Linked DNA regions of Sus scrofa: region 1 is linked to region 2. The links are chromatin contacts, called in public HiChIP or PLAC-seq maps. All regions are on one chromosome and are shown on one strand. The core of a region is the stretch at or near the end of the contact, and the rest is flanking DNA. Distances in the headings are between cores, read along the strand shown.

What was found. HiChIP or PLAC-seq counts read pairs in DNA pulled down with a chosen protein or histone mark.
Region 1: an H3K27ac HiChIP or PLAC-seq map of alveolar macrophages shows a contact between it and region 2. The contact joins the promoter of IDUA here to the promoter of MFSD7 in region 2. A contact is called at or near these places in 1 of 5 promoter capture datasets (liver) and 1 of 2 datasets of contacts at active chromatin or transcription factors (alveolar macrophages).

The regions. Positions count from the first base shown.
Region 1 is chr8:331,991-337,154 of Sscrofa11.1, reverse strand. IDUA (alpha-L-iduronidase) reads right to left here and starts at 2,551. Exons shown (of 14, transcript XM_021100852.1): 1 at 2,278-2,551; 2 at 1,441-1,581. The coding sequence starts at 2,432. It overlaps SLC26A1 (sulfate anion transporter 1), which reads left to right. Exons shown (of 3, transcript XM_021100851.1): 3 at 1-1,735. The coding sequence ends at 568.
Region 2 is chr8:127,154-131,849 of Sscrofa11.1, reverse strand. It overlaps MFSD7 (major facilitator superfamily domain-containing protein 7), which reads left to right and starts at 3,430. Exons shown (of 10, transcript XM_021100818.1): 1 at 3,430-3,730. The coding sequence starts at 3,596.

The sequences.
Region 1 (5,164 bases), core at 1,302-3,801, 210 kb before region 2:
CGCCCGCGTCGCGGATTCCAGCTTCTACGAGGATACCGCGGAGTTCGAGGGCCTGGTCCCCGAGCCTGGCGTGCAGGTGTTCCGCTTCGCAGGGCCACTCTACTACGCCAACAAGGACTTCTTCCTGCAGTCACTCTACCGCCTCACCGGGCTGGACGCGGGGCGCGCAGCCTCCAGGGGGAGGGAGCGGGGCCCGGGGGGGCAGGGGGGCCGAGGAGAGCCTGTCGAGAGCAGGGACCTGGGCCCTGTGAGCAGCGCGGCCGCGCTGGTGCCCACGGCGACCTGCTTCCATGCGGTGGTCGTGGACTGCGCCCCGCTGCTGTTCCTGGACGCCACTGGCCTGGCCACGCTTCAGGACCTGCGCCGGGACTACGGGGCCTTGGGCATCAGTCTGCTCCTGGCCTGCTGCAGCCCCTCGGTGACCGACACCCTGAGGCGAGGCGGCTTCCTGGGGGAGGAGCCTGGGGACGCGGCCGAGGAGGGGCAGCTGTTCCACAGCGTGCACAGCGCTGTGCTGGCGGCCCGAGCCTGCCACGGGGAGCCCGCGGCCACCGATTCCACCCTCTAGAAGAGCCAGCGCTGCCACCAGCCTCCATGCACACCATCAGTCCCTGCAGTCTCGCTGTCCCCACCCTGCAGGCACCAGGGAACCCCAAGTGGGACGGGGAGGCCGGCGATGTGAACACACTAAGGGCCCAGGCACTCAGGAAACCACAGCCGCACCTCTGAGACAGGCGGTGCCACATTGGGCCCAGTGCTGGGCGGCCGCGGTCCATGGAGCTGGGGTGACACTCAGTCTCCTGTCTCACTTGAACAAGGACCTCGAGGCAGTCACCCAGCCTCCAAGGTGCCAGAAGGACATTGGTCCCTTGGCCCGCCAGCCCCCACCCCAGCAGGTGAGAGCTGGCAGCCCTGGCCAGGGGCCTGAGGGTCTCTGTGGCTCTGGAAACCCAGCAGTACACAAAAACAATGCACACATTTCTCACACCTCCTGCCTCAGCCCCACTGGCCTTGCAGGGCCCTAGGCAGCTGTGACCGACACAACCTCAGCCTGGCCCTTGGCACGGCGTCCCTGCACGGCCTGACCTTTGAGCACACAGCACGGCGCATGGGTGCCCTCCCGCTGTCATGGGGTCAGCTGCGCCTCCAGGGTGGCCTCCAGCAGGAGACCAGTGTGCCCGATGCAGAGGTCCCCCCAGCACCACGGCGCCGGTGGAGCCGGACGGCGTCCTCCGTTCTCCCCTCCCTGCAGGACACTCAGCCAAGAGGCGGAGGGGCCGTGGCTCCTTGGAGCAGGAGTCCCCAGCCCCGGTGCCCCCACCCAGGGCCCCATACTGCACTGTCCACACCCAGGCGCCACCCCTCTCCGTCTCAGCCTTCATCTCCAGACCACGGGCTGTGCCCAGAGGCCCCCGGGCCGCCCATTCCTCCATCACCCACCTGGCTGTGACAAGGCCCAGCAGCCAGTGGGCCCGAACCTGCTGGATGCCACCATGAGGGACGGCGCCCACGTAGGCCAGGTTGAGCTGCTGGTCCCAGCTGAGGTCATACCGGTGAGCCTGGCTGTGCGGCAGGGGAGGACTGGGCACGAAACAAGGGGGAGCGGGGGTGTTAGTCCTGAGGGCAGGGCCAGTGCAGCTGCCTCGGCACCCCCACAAGTTCAGGGCTGAGACTGGCGTGTCCCCTGGTCAGTTTTACTGTCCTGATGTAATAAAAAGACCTCTGACGTCAGGAATGTGAGGACGTCTCCAGTTTACCGGGTCCAGGGTTCCTGTGGAAACCACATCCCCGCCCTGCTCCTCGCCCTACCAGCAGGAGGATGCTGGCTCCAAGCCCGGCAGAGGGGACGGGGACAGGCAGGGATGCGGGACAGGTCCCACTGCAGGGACTTCTGACACCGCTGGGGTTGCTCCCTTGCATCTCCTGCAGCCTGGGCTGCCCTGGGCGGCCACCGGGCTCTTCAGACTCCTGGGGGGGACCATGCAAACTCAGGACCTGGCCCTAGGCCTCCAGACAGGGAGCGGCCACTCAACTAGAAAGCCTTCCTTGCACCACCGGAAAGCGCGGCCCAGAGCCAGCGCAAGAGCCGAGATCCCGCGCGCTGAGGGCGGGCCCGAAAGGAGTGAGCCGCGGCCCTCCTCACTTCGGAGCACCTACCCCAGCTCTCTCCAGATGCCACGAGGGGGTCCCCGAGGCTCGGGGTGGGGTGGGGTGCACGGCCAGGATAGGTGCGGGATGGGTCGCTCGGACCTCAGTTTCCCCGCTCAGAGCGCTCACCAGAAGCCGGTGCTCCTCCAGAAGGGTCGCAGGGGCCCCAGCGCGCGGGCCGCGTCCACGCGCACCAGGTGCGGCGCCTCGGCGGCCGCGAGGGACGCGGCCAGAAGCACCCCCAGGAGCTCTAGCAGCGAGGCGTGGGGGCGCGGGGGGCGCATGGCGGGGCCGCCGGGGCGCGCACCCCGGGCGCGAGGCACCCCAGCCCCCGCAGACCCACCCGGGCCTCCGCGCAGTGGGAAGCGATGCCCGCGCCCAGCCGGCGGTTCCGCCTCCGGGTCGCGTGCCACGTGACGGCCGGCGCGGGGTGGGGCCTGGGCAGGAACGGGCCCCGCGGGTCGGGCCGACGGGGTCGCGGTGGAGACGGGGGCGGGGCCGGCTGGTGGGCGTGGAGGGGCGGAGGGAGGGGCGTGGCCAGGAGCCGAGGCAGAGCGGCGTGGGCGGGGTCTGGCGGGAGGTGGGCGTGGGGGCGAGGCCAGGGCCGAGGGCATCCGCAGCAGCTCCCTAAGCTCCGGAATCCGGAGCTCGTCTCGGACAGTGGGCTCTGCCCAGCGGCCCCCCGGCTGCCAGTCCTCTCCGCCACCCAATGTGGTACCCCTTCGGGCCGGGTTCCTCCCCTCGGTCCCCTTCGGCGCTAAGGGCTGTGGGAACCGCGAGTCCCTTGGAGAGCGCTCGGCCTTCAGCCGCACTGGTGAAGACATCTGCTGAGATGCTTCGGTTGGCCTGGGCGGGAAGCAGCCCAATGCGGGGGCCAGGAGGCTGCTGGATGGCTGAGAGACCTGCGGTGGTTGCAGGGCGGGGAGAGGTGGTCAGACGTGGGGCGCGTTTGGAAGGTGGACTGGTGACTGCAAGGACTTTGGCTGGAGCAGCGGGGTGGTGTGCTGTCTTCTGAGAGTGGGGCCGCTGTAAAGCAACAGGGGTGCTCAGGGGACTGAGCTGCCTTTGAGAAGCCAAGTGGACACCTAGATGGACAGCTGGCAGCCCCGCCTGGCCGCTGGGGGAACTGGGGCTCAGCACTGTGAATGGGTAAGCTTTAAGTCGCACGCATATACTACAGGAACCCTACAGCAACACGCCCTCCACCAGGCCGACATTGCAGGACGCGGGGACCAGCCTCCCTCTGTCCCCATACCCTCCTCCCTCCCCTCCGCTGGACAGCAGGACTCACCCCCAAAGCCAGCCCATGTTCCTAGTCCCTTAGACTGAAGAGAGAGAAGCTGATCATCTTCTAAAAATGATGGGTGGAGTTCCCGGTGTGGCGCAGTGGTTAACAAATCTGACTAGGAACCATGAGGTTGCGGGTTCAGTCCCTGGCCTTGCTTGGTGGGTTAAGGATCTGGCATTGCCATGGCTGTGGTGTAGGCCAGTGGCTACAGCTCCAATTGGACCCTTAGCTTGGGAACCTCCATATGCCACAGGTGCCACCCTAAAAAGACAAAAGAAAAAAAAAAAGTGATGGGTGACATCCAGCCGTGGAATGAAGACATGCTGTGTAGCCAGAGGAAAAGTACAGAGACAGGAGCCCAGCTGTGTTCTTGCGAGATGTTGAAACCAAAGCCAGAGCAAAACCGTCAGAGCAGCCAGAGGGGAAAGGACCTGTTACCCTCAGAGCATGAAATAGCAAGAAAGACCACTGACGTTCCAGCAGAAGCAGCTGGAACAGCCGACGAGGAAAGAACCGCAGGCGGACCTTGGCAGCCGAGACATCTCAACCCAGCAAAAGGTATACTTTGAAAACGGAGGTCAAAAAAAGACGATTCAGAGAGACTGGCTCTGGGAGTGTGTGTCCCCACTGACCCTCCTTAATGGAAAGGTCAGCTGTGTCCTTTCCGAACCATGATCCCACGGCCCAGAGGAGCAGGACTGATGGAACACAGCAGAAGGGTCTGTTGTCTATAATCTAATGGAGAGTGACACAGAACGCGACAATAAAAATGTCTTGTGGGGCTTGAAATATACCCAGAGTCTAAAACGCAGGAGAAGGAGTTCCCGTCGTGGCTCGGTGGAAACAAAGCTGACTGGCATTCATGAGGACATAGGTTCGATCCCTGGTCTCACTCAGTGGGTTAAGGATCTGGCGTTGCCGTGAGCTGTGGTGTAGGTGGCAGACTTGGTTCGGATCTGGCACTGCTGTGGCCATAGTGCAGGCCAGCAGGTGCAGCTCCAACTTGACCCTTAGCTTGAGAACTTCCATATGCCCCTGGTGCGGGCCTGAGAAGACAAAAACAACCACCACCGCCACCACCATAAAACGCAGGAGACGCCCACAGGAGTTCGAGGGGAACAGAGTGTGTGCCGGGCTGGCCCGGCCACACCCACAGCCTATTAGCGTGAGCTTACACGGCAAAGGGACTTTGCAGCTTTGATTAAGTTCAGAGTCTTGAGATAGGGCGATTATCCCGGATTACCTGAAGGGGCCCTGAGTGTCATCACAATATCCTCGTAAGCGGGAGGCAGAGGGAGATTTGACACGAAAGAGGCCACGTGGTGACTTCAGAAGAGAGAAATTGATCTGGAGACAGTTCTGGGTTTGTTTGTTTGTTTTAAATTTTTTTTGGTCTTTTGTCATTTTAGGGCCGCACCCGCAGCGTATGGAGGTTCCCAGGCTAGGGGTCAAATCAGAGCTACCGCTGCCAGCCTACACCACAGCCACCAGACCCGAGCCACATCTGCGACCTACACCACAGCTCATGGCAACGCCGGATCCTTAACCCACTGAGTGAGGCCAGGGACAGAACCCACAACCTCATGGTTCCTAGTCAGATTTGTTTCTGCTGTGCCTAGACAGGTACGCCTGAAGATTGTTCAAAAATTTGTACTGAGGGCTTGTTTTAATCGGCTGTGGTTAGACAGATGGACACAGATCCAAGGAGCAAGAGGCAGGACTGCATGG
Region 2 (4,696 bases), core at 2,181-4,680:
GGCGCAGGCTTGCCAAGGGTTTGCACTGGACCGGTTCCCTGACTGGCCTCCCACGTGCATAACGAGGAAGCCACACTGTCCTTGTGAGGCAGCCTGAGAATCCAGATTCTGATTGACTTACTCAGTTCCTCGCCTCGGGCGGTATTGGGGTGTGGGCTTCAGCAGGGCTGGCAGGAGTGAAGACTCCCACCCTGGAAGGGGAGGCTGTGCTTCTGGAAGCAGACGGGTCCTGCCCCCTTGTGTGCTCTGGGAAGTGGGCCTCCTGGAGAACCCACCAGGCAGGCAGGGCCCAGACATGCAGGGGCTGCCACCCACCCCATGCATCTTCTGTCTGGCCAAGGCCACGTGCCAGCCCAACCTGCTCCAGGGATTCGGGACAGACTGGTTCCTGCCCTCACATAGCTGACATGCTCCTGAGAGAAGATAAAAACCAAGCAAACGCCAAACAAACAGGATGGGGCAACCTACCTTGTCAGCAGGCTTCTTCCCAGTGTCACTCTCTGAGAAGGGGTGTTGCCTCTGCTCCAGTTGTAGCAAAGAGACCCCTTGCGGGTGCCTGCAGATGAACAAGACGCAGTTTAAAGAAACACATCAGCCTGAAACGGCCTCAGTTAATGCTTGTGTGGGATAGGAGTACACCTTCCGTTAAGAAGAAAAGAAAAAAAGAAACTGAAATACAGATTTAGTCATAGTTATGCATGTTGAGTGTTATTTTAAACAAAACATTAAAGATAATTTTGTTGGTCTTTTTTTGGGCCGCACCCATGGCACGTGGAGGTTCCCAGGCTAGGGGTCGAGTCGGAGCTGTAACCAGCGGCCTACGCCACAGCCACAGCAATGCAGGATCTGAGCCGTGTCTGCGACCTACACGACAGCTCATGGCAACGCCAGACCCTTAACCCACTGAGCAAGGCCAGGGATCGAACCCGCAACCTCATGGTTCCTGGCTGGATTTGTTAACCACTGAGTCACGACGGGAACTCCCTAAAGATAATTTTTGAAAACAAAAAACACGGTTGACCACTAGAGGGTAGAAATCTTCAAGATGTGATGGCTCATAAGATGTGCAGATGAATTATGGGCTCAGGAAGACACTTCCGTGGATGCTGTTATACCTCGATTCGAATCCTGAACAGTGTAGATGCTTACATTGAAGATACTTGTCCAGAATTTAAACAAAACTGTTTCATTAAATGTGAGCAAAATAAGACATTGTTTCCTAATGAATGTACTTCCCACATTATGTAAGTTTTAAAAATTAAGCTTCTTATTTTTAGATAATTATAGGTTCTGGTGCAATTGTAAGAATTAATGCCAAGATTCCTTGTGCATTTTGCCCAGCTTCCCCTCAAAAAACTTCTTGCAAAACACAGATGTGCAGTAACACAGCCATAACGCAGATGCTGATACAATCCGCGGTCTTATTCAGACTTCGCCGGTTTCAGTTGTATTCACGTGTGGGAGTGTGTGTGTGCCTGACACCAGCGTGTCACGTGTGTAGGTCGGTGTGTCCACCCCTCCGTCCAGATACAGAATGTTTCCCCCACGGGCCCCTCCTGCTGCCTGTGTAAGTGCCTTCCTCCTGCTCCCCAAGCCCTAAACAGCTAAGTTGTTCTCCATTGCTAACATGTTATCTTTTCAAAAATGTTATACAAAGGGAATCACATAATATCTAAATTTTTGAGCTTGGCTTTAATTCTGCCCCCCCTCCCCCCGGCATACTAACCCAGTGATTCACCCAGGCCACTGGGTGTGTGAACGTCCGTTTCACCCCTAGTGGATGCCCTCCCTCACCACTGACGCCAGAAAAGACACCTGCGTTGTTTCCAGTTTGGGCCTATCACAAGTAAGTCTGCCGTGAACATTTGGGTACTGTTTGTGTGTGAACATAAAATTTCATTTCCCTGGGATAAATGTCTAAAAATGTAATTGCTAGGTCACATGACAAGCTCGTGTCAGTCTTATAAGAAACTGCCAATGTGTTCTACACAGTGACTGCAGCATTTTACATTCCTATTGGCCATGTACAACTGACCCAGAAACTGCCTCGCTGGCATTTGATGTCGCTGTTTTAATTTCTGCCATTCTGAAAGTTGTAATACTTACTGTGGTTTTAACTTGCCTTCCTATTGACAATGATGTTAGCCGTGGAGGGTCATCTGCCTTTTGTTTATTCTCGTCACTGAAATGTCCCTGCATATCTGCTGCCCGTTTTCTAACTGGACTTTTTTTTTTGCTGTTGAATTTTGAAGGCTCTTTATACATCATGCTGGTATACACACCAGCCTTTCGTTAGCTACATGGCTTGCAAATATTTCCTACCAGTCTGGTCTTCAGAAACCTTCTGATAGGAATTGTATTAAACCTATAGATCAATCTGGGAAGACCTAACATCTTTACTATGTTGAGTCCTCTGATCCATGAACATGGTATGTCTCTCCATTTCTTTTTAGGTCCTCATTGGTTTCTTTCATTACCATTGCATTATTTTTAGTATACAACTCTTGTGTATATTTTGCTAAGTTTATACCCAAGTATTTAATCTTCTTCAAAGTAATTGTAAATGGTATATGTGTTATCATTTTGGCTTCCACAAGCTCAGTGTTGGTGTATAGAAATGTCACTGATTGTTGTATGCTGCTCTTGTATTCAGCAACCTTGCTGAGGTGCCTAACTCACACGAGAGCCCTCTGGATGGGCAGGAGTCACAAAAGTGGAGACGAACAAGAGCCCAAGGCCAGCGACTGGTCCATTTACATTAGCCCTACCTAAGCAGCTACACAGGTGACCTCAGGAGGAGTAATACTGGGTGAGTGGTGGAGAGTAGGTGTCCAGTGGACCTTGGGGTAGGGAGGAAGCTGGGCAGGAGGAAGCTGTCCACAGGGGAGCTCTTGCGGGAAACACGGCACCTCCCTCCTCCCTGCCTTCAGCCACAGCTGTCTCCATCTTAAACAGAAACCTATGTCTCCTTGCTCTCCCCAGCTGTTTTCTCAGCCGTAACCAGCAGAGAATAGCCAGGTGGGGAGGCTGCCTGCCTCCCCTCTGGCCGAAGGTTCTGTGCTCTGGCACAGCCCTCTCTCCCTGGGTGGGACTCTGCCAGCATCACTGCTGGCCACTCTCCCGAGGTCCTGCTTCCCTGCAGGGCTGAGCCTACTGACTAGTAGGGATTGAGGCTCTTTGCAAATTGACTCCAGCCTCCTCTTCCAGGCTGGCCTCCTGCTGCTCCCTGTAACTCGTTCGTTCAGACCTTAGGAATTGGGGGGTGGGGTGGAGGAGGGGTTCTCTCCATAAGCCCTTTCATGAAGTGCGGACCTTCTGCGAGACGGTATCTTCGCGGGGCCCTCTCCTGCACCCATCCGCGTGGGCGTGTCCATTGCAGGGACGGCTTTGGCCCCTGCGAGGGGATTTTGTCCTTGTTTCTGCCACAGACTTCCGTCCTGGCCGGCCGGTAGGGTCCAACTTCTTAACTCCTCCCGTTTCCGCCTGGCGGCCTGGTGACCCGGGCCCCCGGGGCGGGGACTGACCCCACCCCTCCTGCGGGGGAGGTCCCAGCCCGCGCTCTTTTCCAAGAGCCGGCGGCCCAGGAGCGGTGGCGATGGCGGGGCTGGCGGGGGACAACCCGGGGGCCGCCGGGCCCCTCACCTTGAGCGCGCTGAGGGGCTACCGCGCCTACGCACGCCGCTGGGTCTTCCTGCTGGTGATCAGCCTGCTGAGCTGCTCCAACGCCATGGTACCGGGCGCGGGGGTCGCGGGTCGGGGTCGCGGACGGGGTCGTTAGCTGAGGCCAGGACCCCGCTGAGCCCCGCGCCCGAGTCTGCGCACTACTCGCCCCCTCCGGGGACAGGGTTCACCCAGGGCGCCCGCCTCTCCAGAGAAGCAGCCAGTGAGAGCCCTGCCGGTTCCGGGGTCCCCGCTCTCCCAACCTGCTCCTCCCCCAGACTCATCCCTGGGGTCCCCTTCGCTTGCCCAGCCCATCACCCCCAGCGGAGCTCAGCCGGTGAACCTTTTCGGTCCCCCGGCCCTGGCGGGGCCAGCCTCTCGTGCTGGGACGGGCGTCCTCAGGCACAACCCGCACGTGAGCCCCGAGTGGCCGCCTGCTCGTGCGTCAGGCTGCAGTGCTGCCCCTCACAGGACCCCCTCTGCTGGCCTCCCTAATGCGGACCCCAGGGACTGGTTGGGCCGCGCTTGGCGGCCACTTAATGGTGGAATGCGAAGCTGCAGTTGGCCTCAGGACCCGGAGCTCAAGAAAGCCCGGGCAGTCAGGGACAGTCAGGCAGCAGAGATCTGGGAGGAGGAGGAGCCGGTAGGCAGGGGCAGCCCCGGGAGGCCCCCTCTGAGAGGTCCTCAGGCCCAGCCACTCTTGGATGCTGGCCTTGCTGGACTGGGAGTGGAGGGCCAGCGCCCCGCTGGGACAGGCGGCATCTGCAGCCTGGGCCTGGGGTCTACCCTGACTCCGGAAACCTCTTTTCTCTGCAGGACACGGCTGGCCCCTGTGTCTGGATGCCTGGAAACCAGAACTGGGTCTGGGTGCATTGGTCTGAGGAGGCAGAGCAGGGTCCCCCCCCACCCCCCTGGTGCCCACCCCTAGTTGCTGTGATGAGTCTGAGAGCAGATAGGCTTTGGGGGGACCCTGAGAAGTTCCTGCTACATTTCTCTTGCTCACAAGTCATTATTAGCAGTCAGGAATCGCACCAGG